Linked DNA regions of Sus scrofa: region 2 is linked to region 1. The links are chromatin contacts, called in public Hi-C maps. All regions are on one chromosome and are shown on one strand. Each heading gives the region's core, a stretch centred on a gene start, on an enhancer-like site or on the middle of the called end of the contact. The rest is flanking DNA. Distances are from core to core; before and after follow the strand shown. Region 1 holds the start of CACYBP (calcyclin-binding protein). Region 2 holds the start of MRPS14 (28S ribosomal protein S14, mitochondrial).

Evidence for each region. A called contact is a pair of places that touch in the nucleus more often than the background predicts.
Region 2: a contact with region 1 is called in a Hi-C map of liver, with 9 times the contacts expected there. The contact joins the promoter of MRPS14 here to the promoter of CACYBP in region 1. A contact is called at or near these places in 1 of 5 promoter capture datasets (liver), 5 of 47 Hi-C or Micro-C datasets (fetal liver, heart right ventricle, liver and 1 more) and 1 of 2 datasets of contacts at active chromatin or transcription factors (alveolar macrophages).

What each region holds. Positions count from the first base shown.
Region 1 is chr9:117,060,817-117,066,424 of Sscrofa11.1, forward strand. CACYBP (calcyclin-binding protein) reads left to right here and starts at 1,487. Exons shown (of 6, transcript XM_013989620.2): 1 at 1,487-3,138.
Region 2 is chr9:117,133,215-117,138,583 of Sscrofa11.1, forward strand. It overlaps MRPS14 (28S ribosomal protein S14, mitochondrial), which reads right to left and starts at 3,974. Exons shown (of 3, transcript XM_013989625.2): 1 at 3,845-3,974. The coding sequence starts at 3,889.

The DNA.
Region 1 (5,608 bases), core at 237-2,736:
ATACTAATCAGAGATTGTAAAATTAGTTTGTGGCCCAAACCCAGACTACAGACATCTTTTGTTTGGTCCATGTTGTAGTTAAAACAATGAGAAATTTTACATCAAAAGTAAATTATTCAGAAAATATCTACTGAATTTGACAGGAGGTCATGAGTAGTCTTGACATAATAGTAAGTGGAACTCACTGTTCACTACTGATTAAAGGTCCTACACTTAGTGAAGTTACTTGTTAACTTGTAGATTTTTGTTCAGTAGTGTGCAAATCCCTATTTTCCTTCCAGAGGAACACATAACTCCAAAGGCCATATGTAGTTTACTACACCATAGGACATTAACCAGCTTATGTCTAACTTTGAAAATGTACACTAACATTCCATTGTTAAATTGCCCATAAGTACTCAGCTATGCAAATGCACTTTTTGATAGTTTTAACAACTTATTGATTCTATCATTAACCAATGAGTTGTATGAAATAGCAAAGCTCATTTTATATTTGCCTGAGAATCTTGATTTCACCTTTTTGAAATTACACTTTAACAAAACTTTTGATTACTGTCAAAAGGGCACTCAAAGCACAATCTTTTAATAATTCACTTACAAGGAAGTTCAGGCTGCAGAAAGATGAACTCACCAAACAGAAATTACAATATTTATAGGAAAAAACTATACAATTTCCAAGTATAGACTCTGTAAGTAGTTTGTTCCTGCTGAGAAACAGTAATTCTCACTATTATCCATACTTTTATTAGACATTAGCATTGCAAAAGTCAGAGATAAAGTGTGTTTGATTTTTAAGGAGTCTAATTTTATAGGAAAAGCTCAGGTTCAGAGTTTCATTGGGGAACTAGAACTAGACACAATGAACTGATGTGTATGTTGATGATGTTGGTTTTTGTTTGTTTTTGTTGTTTTTTTATCTATCTCAGGATACAAAGTTTTTGTTTTTGCTTTGAGATCCCATGTACCCAATTACTCGTAATGGCAGCAGAGCAAGGAGTCAGTTTTGCTTCTACATGATAGATGTATGGACAATTATAGTATACATCTGGAGAGAAGCAGAATTTTGTTTTGTTGACTCCTAAGAATGGGAATTCTGAGGTGTTTTAAATGCGGGCAGAAAGGGAAGACAGACAAAGCCAAGTGACGATCTGGTGGGAAACCATTCCAGAGAGAAAGCAAAGTTTACATGCAGAACCAGAGGTAAGAAGAAACTCAGTGGATTCAAGGAATGACAAAAATACCAGTGTTTAAACCAGGGAGAGGGGAGAGTGGTGAGAGATGAATTCCATGAGATGGGAAATTTATAAAAGGTGAGATATAAAATCATGTAGAACATCCTGGGTTATAGTGAGGAGTCTGGACTTTATTCTATACAATTGTGAAGGTTATTCTGGCTGCCCTGTGGAAAACTGTGGAGAAGGAGAGAAACCAGTTAAGAGGATAAAAATCCAGACAAAATAATGACACCTTAGTCTCAGTTGGTAGCAGTGGAGATTATGAGAAGTAGTTTTATTACCAACATACTTTGAAGATAAAACCAAGACTTGCCAGAAGATGGGATGTAGGACCTGAAACTGAAGACTCAAGTATGACTTCTTGGCCTGAGCAATTAAGAGAATGAGGTGGCCATTCACAGAGCTAGCAAATCATTGTAAGAATTGCAATGAGGTGTGAGGACGAGAAATTGAGAGGCGTTTTTTTACACAAGCTGAGTTGGACCTGCTTATGAGACATCCACGCAGAGACCGTCTGGATTTCCGAAGAGTGGTGGGAATGAACATATAGGTGGTGTTTAAAACTTGTGACTTTAGGATATCTGAGGGGTGGAGTTGCTCCAGGTGCATAATCAAGCAAATTTTTACCACTGCATTAGGTCAAATTTTCACATAGTGCAATGGGATATCTGTTCCTATTTAAGTGCCTAAATAATTCCAAGCTTCCAGTTAGACACTTTTTAAAAAAAACCTGAAGTATAAATAAAATGCACAGATCTTTGGAGTTCAGTCCTACGAATCTTGACGATTGTTATCGGTATTACATTTCTACCAGGAAAATTACCTCTTGGGCCTACTTAAATATAACTTTTAGTTAAAAATAACATACACAAGAAACTGCACAGAAGGACGCTCAATGAAATTTCTACACAGTGAACACATCTGTAACCAGGGCTCAAATCAAGAAAAAAAAATTAGCCGAATCTCAAAAGCCCCCTCGTGGCTTCTTTCTGTCACTGTCTTCCCAAACACAACCTGATTTTCAGTCTCACAGCTTTAGATTTTGTTTAAATGGAATCAAACGATATGAACTTCTCTAGTTCTAGCATCTTTTCCTTAACGTCCATAAGTTGTGTGCAAAAGTAATTTGTTTTTGTATTGTACTTCTGATTCTTTATTGAGATAATGGCCCTGCATTTTTCTGTACTTTTTTCCTTCTGTGACTTGCGGATCATCTTTACCTTGGGGTTGATAAAGCCGAGTGTGGGTTATTTGACATCTCAGGGGTAACCGTCTACATTCTCAACCGTGTTTCAGACGTTTTGAGGTCCCCAAAGGCTAAAATAATCTATCTGAAAAGTGAGTTTTTCAAGGGCCTTACTAAGCCGGGCTGCAGGAGTCAGAACCGGAGCAGAATGCAGCCTCAGGAAATCTTAGCTCACATTTTCTTTGACATTAATAGGCTCACTGAAATCGAATCCAAATCTGGTGACTGGTCGATGAAGGAAGCAAACTCAGCCACCCCGGGAGGCGCCCAGCATATTAGGAAGCTTACTCCGCTTCGGAGCCGCCACTGGGTCCCGCCACACGGCCAACGCAACCCCACCTCCTACTGCGACCGGTGATGACGCCACCACGTCGTATACGCTGAATCCTGACGTCCCCAGAGCGCCAGAACCCAGTGAAAACACAACCGTTCCCCTCAGGATCCTGCGCACTTAATGTCCTCGTTTTTTCCCGTTTTAGCACACGTAGGCTCGCCTTTATCCCTTTTTTCGTCCTTTACTCGCATACGTTCACAGTCTTAGACAAGATGGCCGACGAAGTGGCCCCGGGTCCTAGAGCGCACCGAACCACTCGACTGCCTAGTCAACTTCCGGTTTAGGCCCCGAAGATTGGTGCGTTATTTCCGGGGTGGTTTAAGGTAAGCAGAAGCGGCGGTTTCGAGCTGCGACTGCGCAGTCGGCGCGATGGGGGTCAAAGTAAATTACGTACAGTTGCCCAGGCGGGAAGGAAGAGGCGTTACTCTTCTCGAACTGCCGGTTTGATCGCGAGAGTTGAGCCGTTGCTACGGGGCGAGGTGGGCGGGGCGGGGCCAGGATAGGCAGGGCGGGGCCAAGCCCTATAGGCGGTGCTGGAGCGGGGTGGGCCTTCGGCGACGGACTCGCGAAGGTTCCAGAGGCGCCGCGTGCCGGAGGCCGGCTGCTCTCCCGTTCAGAGTCGGGCGTGTTCTCAGGCCGCGGCCACGGCCACTGCGACTCGTGTCCGTGCGATCTGCGCTTGGAATCAGCGCGCTCGTTGCGGCGTTCCTGTTCTCGCCCTGTGCCGGTGGAGCTCGGGCCTTGCCTGACGCAGCTCGACCATGGCTTCAGCTTTGGAAGAGGTAAGGGGTCTGGCCTCATCTTCCTCCCTCGGCCTTACTAAAGCTTCCCGCTGCGTCCTTCGCCCCACCGCCCTGTTTCCCCTATCGAGCTGCGCTGCGGCTGCCGGCGACACCTGCCTGTCTGGCAGCTTTCCTGCGTCCTTGGGTTCCCGCGCTTCCCCGCGGCCTCCCACCCGCCCAGCTGTGGCGGCCCCGGTGCCGACCGGCCACTGCGGGCCTTCGGGGCTTCGCTTACCCCGGAAAGTTGCCGTTGGATGCCTTCCACAACCCCGGCCGGCGGTCGGCGCTGTAGGTGAGCGGAGGTGTGTTGCGGTTCTCGGCGGCAGGTGGATCCAACCGTGGACCCAAGAGCTGGTCACCTTCACGTTATCCTCAGGCTCTTTTCACTCCTTTTACACCAGCCTTTGGACGTGAAGCTTCGTTAAATTAAAGCCGATTGCAAAAACTGAGAGTCGTTCCACTGAGAGGGCAGTTGGAAGGTGAGAAGTCCTCAGTCCTAGCACTTAAATTCTCTGTCATGTTTTCTCTACACATACTTTGGGCAAGTTATGGTGCATCTCTGGGCCACAGTGGTATCCATTTCACAGGGTTGTAAACAGTGCTTGGCAAAACAATTGTTTGCTATGTGCGTTTTAAAAAATAACTATATTGGGAAATTGGTTGTAACTTTTTTTTAAAGCTCTATAAACTCAACACAGGTGGCTTAACTTTTTGGAGATTTAGTTTGTGCAATTACAAAATGGGAATAATAATACTTGCTTTGCTCTTTTTTCTGGCTTAAGTACAATGACAATACTGTTAATCACAGTTAATTGTTGGGTTTCCACTAACTAGATTTACTCCCTGGGAATCTTCTGCTTAATATGAACAAGACTGGGAAATCCTCACATTTGACTTTTTAAGTCGAAGAATTTGCTTTAAATGAAAAAGTGTGTATGTGTTTTAAGTATTATTGTGGATAATGTGCCACAAGTTTGTTATGTGTTTTAAAGATAGGTCTTTGGGTACCACGTGCCCTGAGGAAAGACTCTGAAGTGACTGTACATACACGAGTTGCTCAATATTTATCCCTTTCAAAGTAACAGGCTTTCTAATTGCAGTGTATAAGTTTAGGGACATTTGGGGGGTTTTTTTGTTTGATATAAAATTCGCTGTTTTTACCATCTTAAAGTGTATAATGCAGTGCTTTTTTTAGTATATTCACAGTGTTGTGCAACCATCAGTATATGATTCAAGAACATTTTCATCACCCCCAAAGGAAACCTATTAAGTGGCCATTAGGCGGTCACTTCCCATTACTCCTCTTCTGCCAGCAGCCACCAGTCTGCTTTCTGTCTCTGTGGATTTGCCTATTCCGAGCATTTCATCTAAATGTAATCTTAAAGCATATGACTTTTTTGGCCTCTTAGCGTTATGTTTTCAAGTTCATCCATGGTGAAGCATATACTTTTATGGCTGAATAATATTCCATTGTATGTATATACCACATTTTGATTCATAAATTGATGGACATTTGGTTGATTTTCACTTTGATTATTATGAACACTGCTGATGTGAATATTTGTGTACAGCTTTTTATGTGGGCATAGGTTTTCAAATCTGTGGTATATATGGAGGAGTGGAATTACAGAGTCATATGGTTAACCGACAAACTGCTAAGTTCTTTTCCAAAGTGCACTATTTTTCATTCCCACAAGCAGTGTATGAAGGTTCCAATTTCAGTTCATCCTCAGCAACTCTTATTTGCTGGAGTTTGTTGTTGTTTGTTGATGTTAATCATCCTGGTGGGTGTGAAGTGGTATGTCATTATGAATTTGATGTGTATTTCCTTAAATGACTAATGATGTTGAGCATCTTTTCATGTGCTTGGTGGTCATTTGTACATCTTTGGAGAAATGTCTGCTCAAGTCCTTTGCCTGTTTTGAACCACTTTGGTTTTAATGCTTCTTAGTGAAGAACTTGGAAATAAGTTAGAAGAGAAAGCTTGAATATATTTATGATAGGAATAAAA
Region 2 (5,369 bases), core at 2,724-5,223, 75 kb after region 1:
ATCACTTATATCTGGAATCTAATTTGTGGGACAAATGAACCTATCTACAGAAAAGAAACAAACTCATGGACATAGTGAACAGACTTATGGTTGCCAAGGGAGAGGAAGAGGGAGTGGAATGGACTGGGAGTTTGGGGTTAGGTAGATGCAAATTATTGCATGTGGAGGATGAGCAAAAAGGTCCTGCTGTACAGCACAGGAACTATACCTAGTCACTTGTGATGGAACATGATGGAGGAGAATGTGAGAAAAAAAATGTGTGTATATGTATATTGACTAAGTCTCTTCGATGTATGGCAGAAACTGACAGAGCATTGTAAATCAACTATTAAAAAAATCTTTAAAAAATTAAAAGTATATACATGTACATATTTTATATATATATACACCAAATCACTTTGCTGTACACCTGAAACAGTATCATAGTTCAATTAAAATTCAAGTATTGAAAGACATCCAGTGGATTCAGCCTCCAACCTCATTCCTCACATGTCCAGCGATCATATCCCCACCTCTAGAGATGTCCAGTTACTAGTTTCCTGTTTAGCCTTTCGGAAATTTTTGCCTGTAAAATACATGTATACACCCCCTTGTCCACGTTTTTTCCTTATGCCCCCTTTTTATATTTAACAATATTATCTTGGAGATCTTTCCATATCCATATGTTAAAAAGCTTCTCTATTTTTTTGGTTGCGAATATTCCACTATATGGATGTGAGAGGGTTCAAGAGACACCCCCTCAAAATATGGCTCCTTGCCATATAGACCATTTCAAAAAAAAGGAATTTGAAAAACAGCAAGTGCAGGAAGGACTTTCTGATCTTCCTCAGAAAGAGATCATAAGACCTATACCCCAGGTCTTATGATATAGATCCCCTCCCTATACCCCAGGAGGAAGAGGGAAATGAAAAAAGAATCCTTATGTCTGAAGCCTGAGGGACACTGAGAAGAATCTGAATTATAAATCTTGCTAGTCTCCCTTAGTTGTCTACACTTAGCTTACACCTTTTGTCGTATCACATTTTCCCATGACTTTCTAGGCTTCATCAACCTAGTGAAAAACCATAGGTTTAACTGCTTCTTTGGGTCTTCCTTATGAAGGGTCCTTTGTAAAACTTACAAATTTGTATGCTTTTCTCTTGTTACAAGGCCCCCAGCTGAGAACTTAGAAGGGGATAAAGAAGTTACTTTTTCCTCACCACAGATGCTTCATGATTTATTATCCTGTGATTTATCGGTGGACAGATAACCATACTTCACCAGTTACAAAAACAATGCAAACAGTGAATAATGTCCTATGTAAATCATTTCATATATATTTCTATATATCAGCAGGATAAATTCTTGGAAGAAGAATTGCTTGGCCAAAAGGTATTTTGAAATGATCACTGACCTAAATTTTTTTAGCATGAGTTGTCCAGTAGTAAGACAGTAGACTCTTCACTGTCACATGTTTACATGGTGATGGTTTACAGTTCTCACTGAAAATATAGGCATGGTGTGTACAGGCCACTAGAAACTCGTCTCTCCCAAACCAGAGCTAATATTATATGTTAATTAAACTGCAGCTATGGAAAATGATGATGGCTTCTTATAACTGCTGTTTAGAAAATACATACATATATATATATATATATACAGCATTATACAGAAAAACTGAAAATGAGAATACTAGACTGAAAAGATTTTTTTTCAATTTATTTTTTAAAAAAGATAAACTAAGCATCTTCAATGCTGAAAGTCTCATGGGGAAATACAACAACTCTATTATCTTTTTGGAAATAAGACAGCATGAGTGAAATTTCAATACTGATTTGAAACATGACTGGGTCAAATGAATACCGTGGTCACTGTGGCTTGAAATGAGCAACATGGAAAGGGGGCTTTGACAAGGCTTTGAAGGACTGACAGAATTCTGATACAGATGGGAGGTGGGGAAGGGAGAGAAGGTGATGTCTGTCCAAACCTAAAGAAAAAATGAACAAGATTACAGTTGTAAGGTCAGGGGACATCATTCTGGCTTTCTCCAGTTGCTCTTTTTCTCCCACAACTGGGAGAAAACATCCTTGCTTTTCACTGCAGCTCCTTGCTGAAAGGAAGCTTTGACTCTTGTGCCATTGAGTTATACTCCCACTGCCCGTCACTGTTGCAATCATCTACCACAGCCCCCACCATTCCCTTTCATTTTTCATTCACTGTATCCTGGGCCCACTGTCATTCTCTCCAGTATTCTTCCTGTCTTAATTCCTGGTGATTCCAATATATATGAACTTATACCCTGATCTCTCCATTTCTCGAACTCTTTCCCTCCAGTGGTTTTTGTCCTCCATTCTTCTTCACCTATTCACTTTCATGCCCCAGGTCTTTCATTACCAGTAAGTGCAAGCTTTCTATCATCATCATCATCATCACCACCCGAGGCACGTGGAAGTTCCCGGGCTAGAGACTGAATTCGAGCTACAGCTGCGGCTACACCAGATCTTTAATTTGCTGGCCAGGGCTCGAACCCATGCCTCTGCAGCGACCCGAATCACCACGGTTGAATTCTTAACCCACTGCATCAGAGCAGGAACAACAAGCATTCTATTTAATAACTGCGTTAATTCTCTATCACTTCTTTCCAGCTTGCTCCTTCTAACACCCAATAACAGCCACTCCGGGACTATTATTGGCTAGGGAGCACTTCAAGTTAACTAGAAGAATGTAATTCCTAATTTTACTTAATTTTATTTAATTAAAAATTTTAAAGAATTTAAAAATTTAAACAACCAAGGTAAATATCAAGTAACTGTTTTGATACTACATTTTCCATTTCAATGGTGGAAAATTTAGCATCCGAACTAAGATGTACTGTAAGTTTAAAATACATACTTCATTTTAAAGATCTATATTTAAAAAAATAAATATATCCCTTTACAGATTACATGTTGAAGTAACAGTATTTTGGATATACCTATTAAAATATTTCAATAAAATTAATTTCATCTTTTAATTTTTAAACGTGACCGCTATAAAACTTTAAATTACATATGTGGTTGGCATTTTATTTCTACTGGACAACGGTATTACAGATAACTCTTCAAGTTCCTGAGACCAAAAAAACCGAACACTAGTCACCACCTCTTGCCTACACAGCTCCAGCAATTCTCTCTCCTACATTTTCCCCACTCTACAGAATTTTTCCCTTTAACACAAAAACATGCAGTTACTTCTGCCACGTTAAAAATACACACACACAAAACACCTGTTCTTAACTCATCTCCTCTCCAGCTACCGACTCCCTTTTCTGCTCCCCTTTGCAGCAAAACGTCTTCAAATGCTCATCTCCAATTTCTTTCCTCCCGCTGTCTTGAACGGTTTCGCCCCTACTACGCAAAAAAACAACTATGATCAAGGTCCCACCAACTTTCTCACTACTAAACCCGACAGGCAACTATCGGCCCTTTTTAAAATTGATTTTGAGCAGAGTTGCCTACTCCCTGATCTTGGAATGCTTTCAGGCCACCACGCTCCTTCCTCGCTCTGCTCCTTTGAAGTCTCCTTTGCTCCGTTCTCTTAACACTGGAGTCCCTAGGGCCTCATTCCTCGGACTACTTCTGTCTCCACCTACATTCCTTAAAAAATGGAGTCAATCTGCAGCTTTGAACCCCACTTAGTTATAAGCGAATACCAAATTTAAAATCGCAGCTCAGCCCTCCCCTTAATCAGACAGAAGGGAAGTGGGGAGAGGGAGAACACTGACACGGGTCTGCACTGGACGCTACAGGTGGCAGAATGGTGGGCGACTCGCAGGTTTGGAGGTTCAGGGGAAAGAGGAGAGAGGGTATAAACGCGTGGGCCAGACCTGCCGGACGGTCCGCAGCAGAAAACCCAGCATGGAAGCCGCCATATTGTCCGCCGCAAGCGGCAAACCGCTGCAACTTTATTAACACAGCCGGAAACAGCGGACACGAGGGGCGGGGTCTGGGCCGCAGGGGGTGGGGTCTTTAGCGTACCGGCAGAAGGGAGAAGTTATTGGATAGGAGTTCTCGCGGTATTCAACGGAATTTGGGAATTAACAATCTGGAAGCGGAGTTGTGCTACTGACCGTGGAGGCTGACGCTCTTCACCTGTTCCTCTCAGATTCTTTACACAACCTCTTAAATTAACTGTGTCCCCACCCACCTCCATTTCTTTCCCCTACTCCCACCTGCCAGTTCATTCATTATCACTAGTTTCTGTTTCTCAAGTTCTCTCGCTCAACTTGCTTCTCCTGTACCCGCCATTAGTTTATTTGCCAGAAACCTAGAATTATGGTCAGCTCTTCCTCTGTTATCCCTTACGTAGATTTTGCAGGTATCTCCTTTCTCTCCGCTATATGATGAGAATGATCAAGTTGCTAATGGCAATGCTACAATTCCCATTTATATGTCTAGGGTTTAAAAAATAAATTTTAAAAATACAGTTTGCATATTGGAGCTTTAGGTGAAAAGGGCTTAAAACATTTGGGGGTTTTTCAGGTGGAGGGGAGCCTTGGCATTTAAAACTGCTGTTTTCAGTCTGTAGGTCAGAGAACTTTGAGTTCAGTTTCATAGCAAATGTCCTTTGTCTGGAATAAACTCTGAGGTGCCCCTTTGTGCGGATGTAAGGCAAGTACTACCCACCTACCGTCCTGGTGAAAGAATATCAAGGACTGTATCTTAGTGGGACCTGTATTTTAGATGTGTTGATTGATGAAGGAGGAGTTGCCTGTGTGTTACTTATATCTGCATCATTGAACAGGAATCTTGTGGAAAGGGAAGATGAGTACATACTCCTTTTTTTTTTTTTTTTTTTTTTTTTTAAGAAGATCAAGTTTATTGGGACATAGCTAACGGACTGGGGAGACACTGACTGAGACCAGCTGGCAGGAAAGGACAGCATAAGCCCCTATCATAGCAGAAGCAGAAAATTCTTGAACAGGGGTCAGGCAGCCACCTATTCCTAATTCTAGCCCATGTAATGCCCTTCTCTCTCCTCCCCACAGTTGAAGGTCATTTTCTGCAATTGTAATAGGGAAGAACCTATGTATTCTATTAAAAGTTAATCACTGAAGGGATGTTACTTATAAGCTAAAATTACACATAATGGTCCATCTCTGGTGACCCTGCCTCCCAGGTAATGAGAGTTAAGCTAAAATACCTTTGTTTAGCTCACAGAAAACATCCTGACCAGGCCCAACTATGAATGCCTGCAGGAAGGAAGAAATTAACACATGCCTCTGGAGTTGACCTGGAACCAGGACTTTATCCCCTCCCCTTTTAGTATATATATATTTTTAAAAAAGCCATAATTCTAACTCTGGGAAGATGATTTTTTGGGACACCATTGCCCCATCTTGTTGGTTTGCT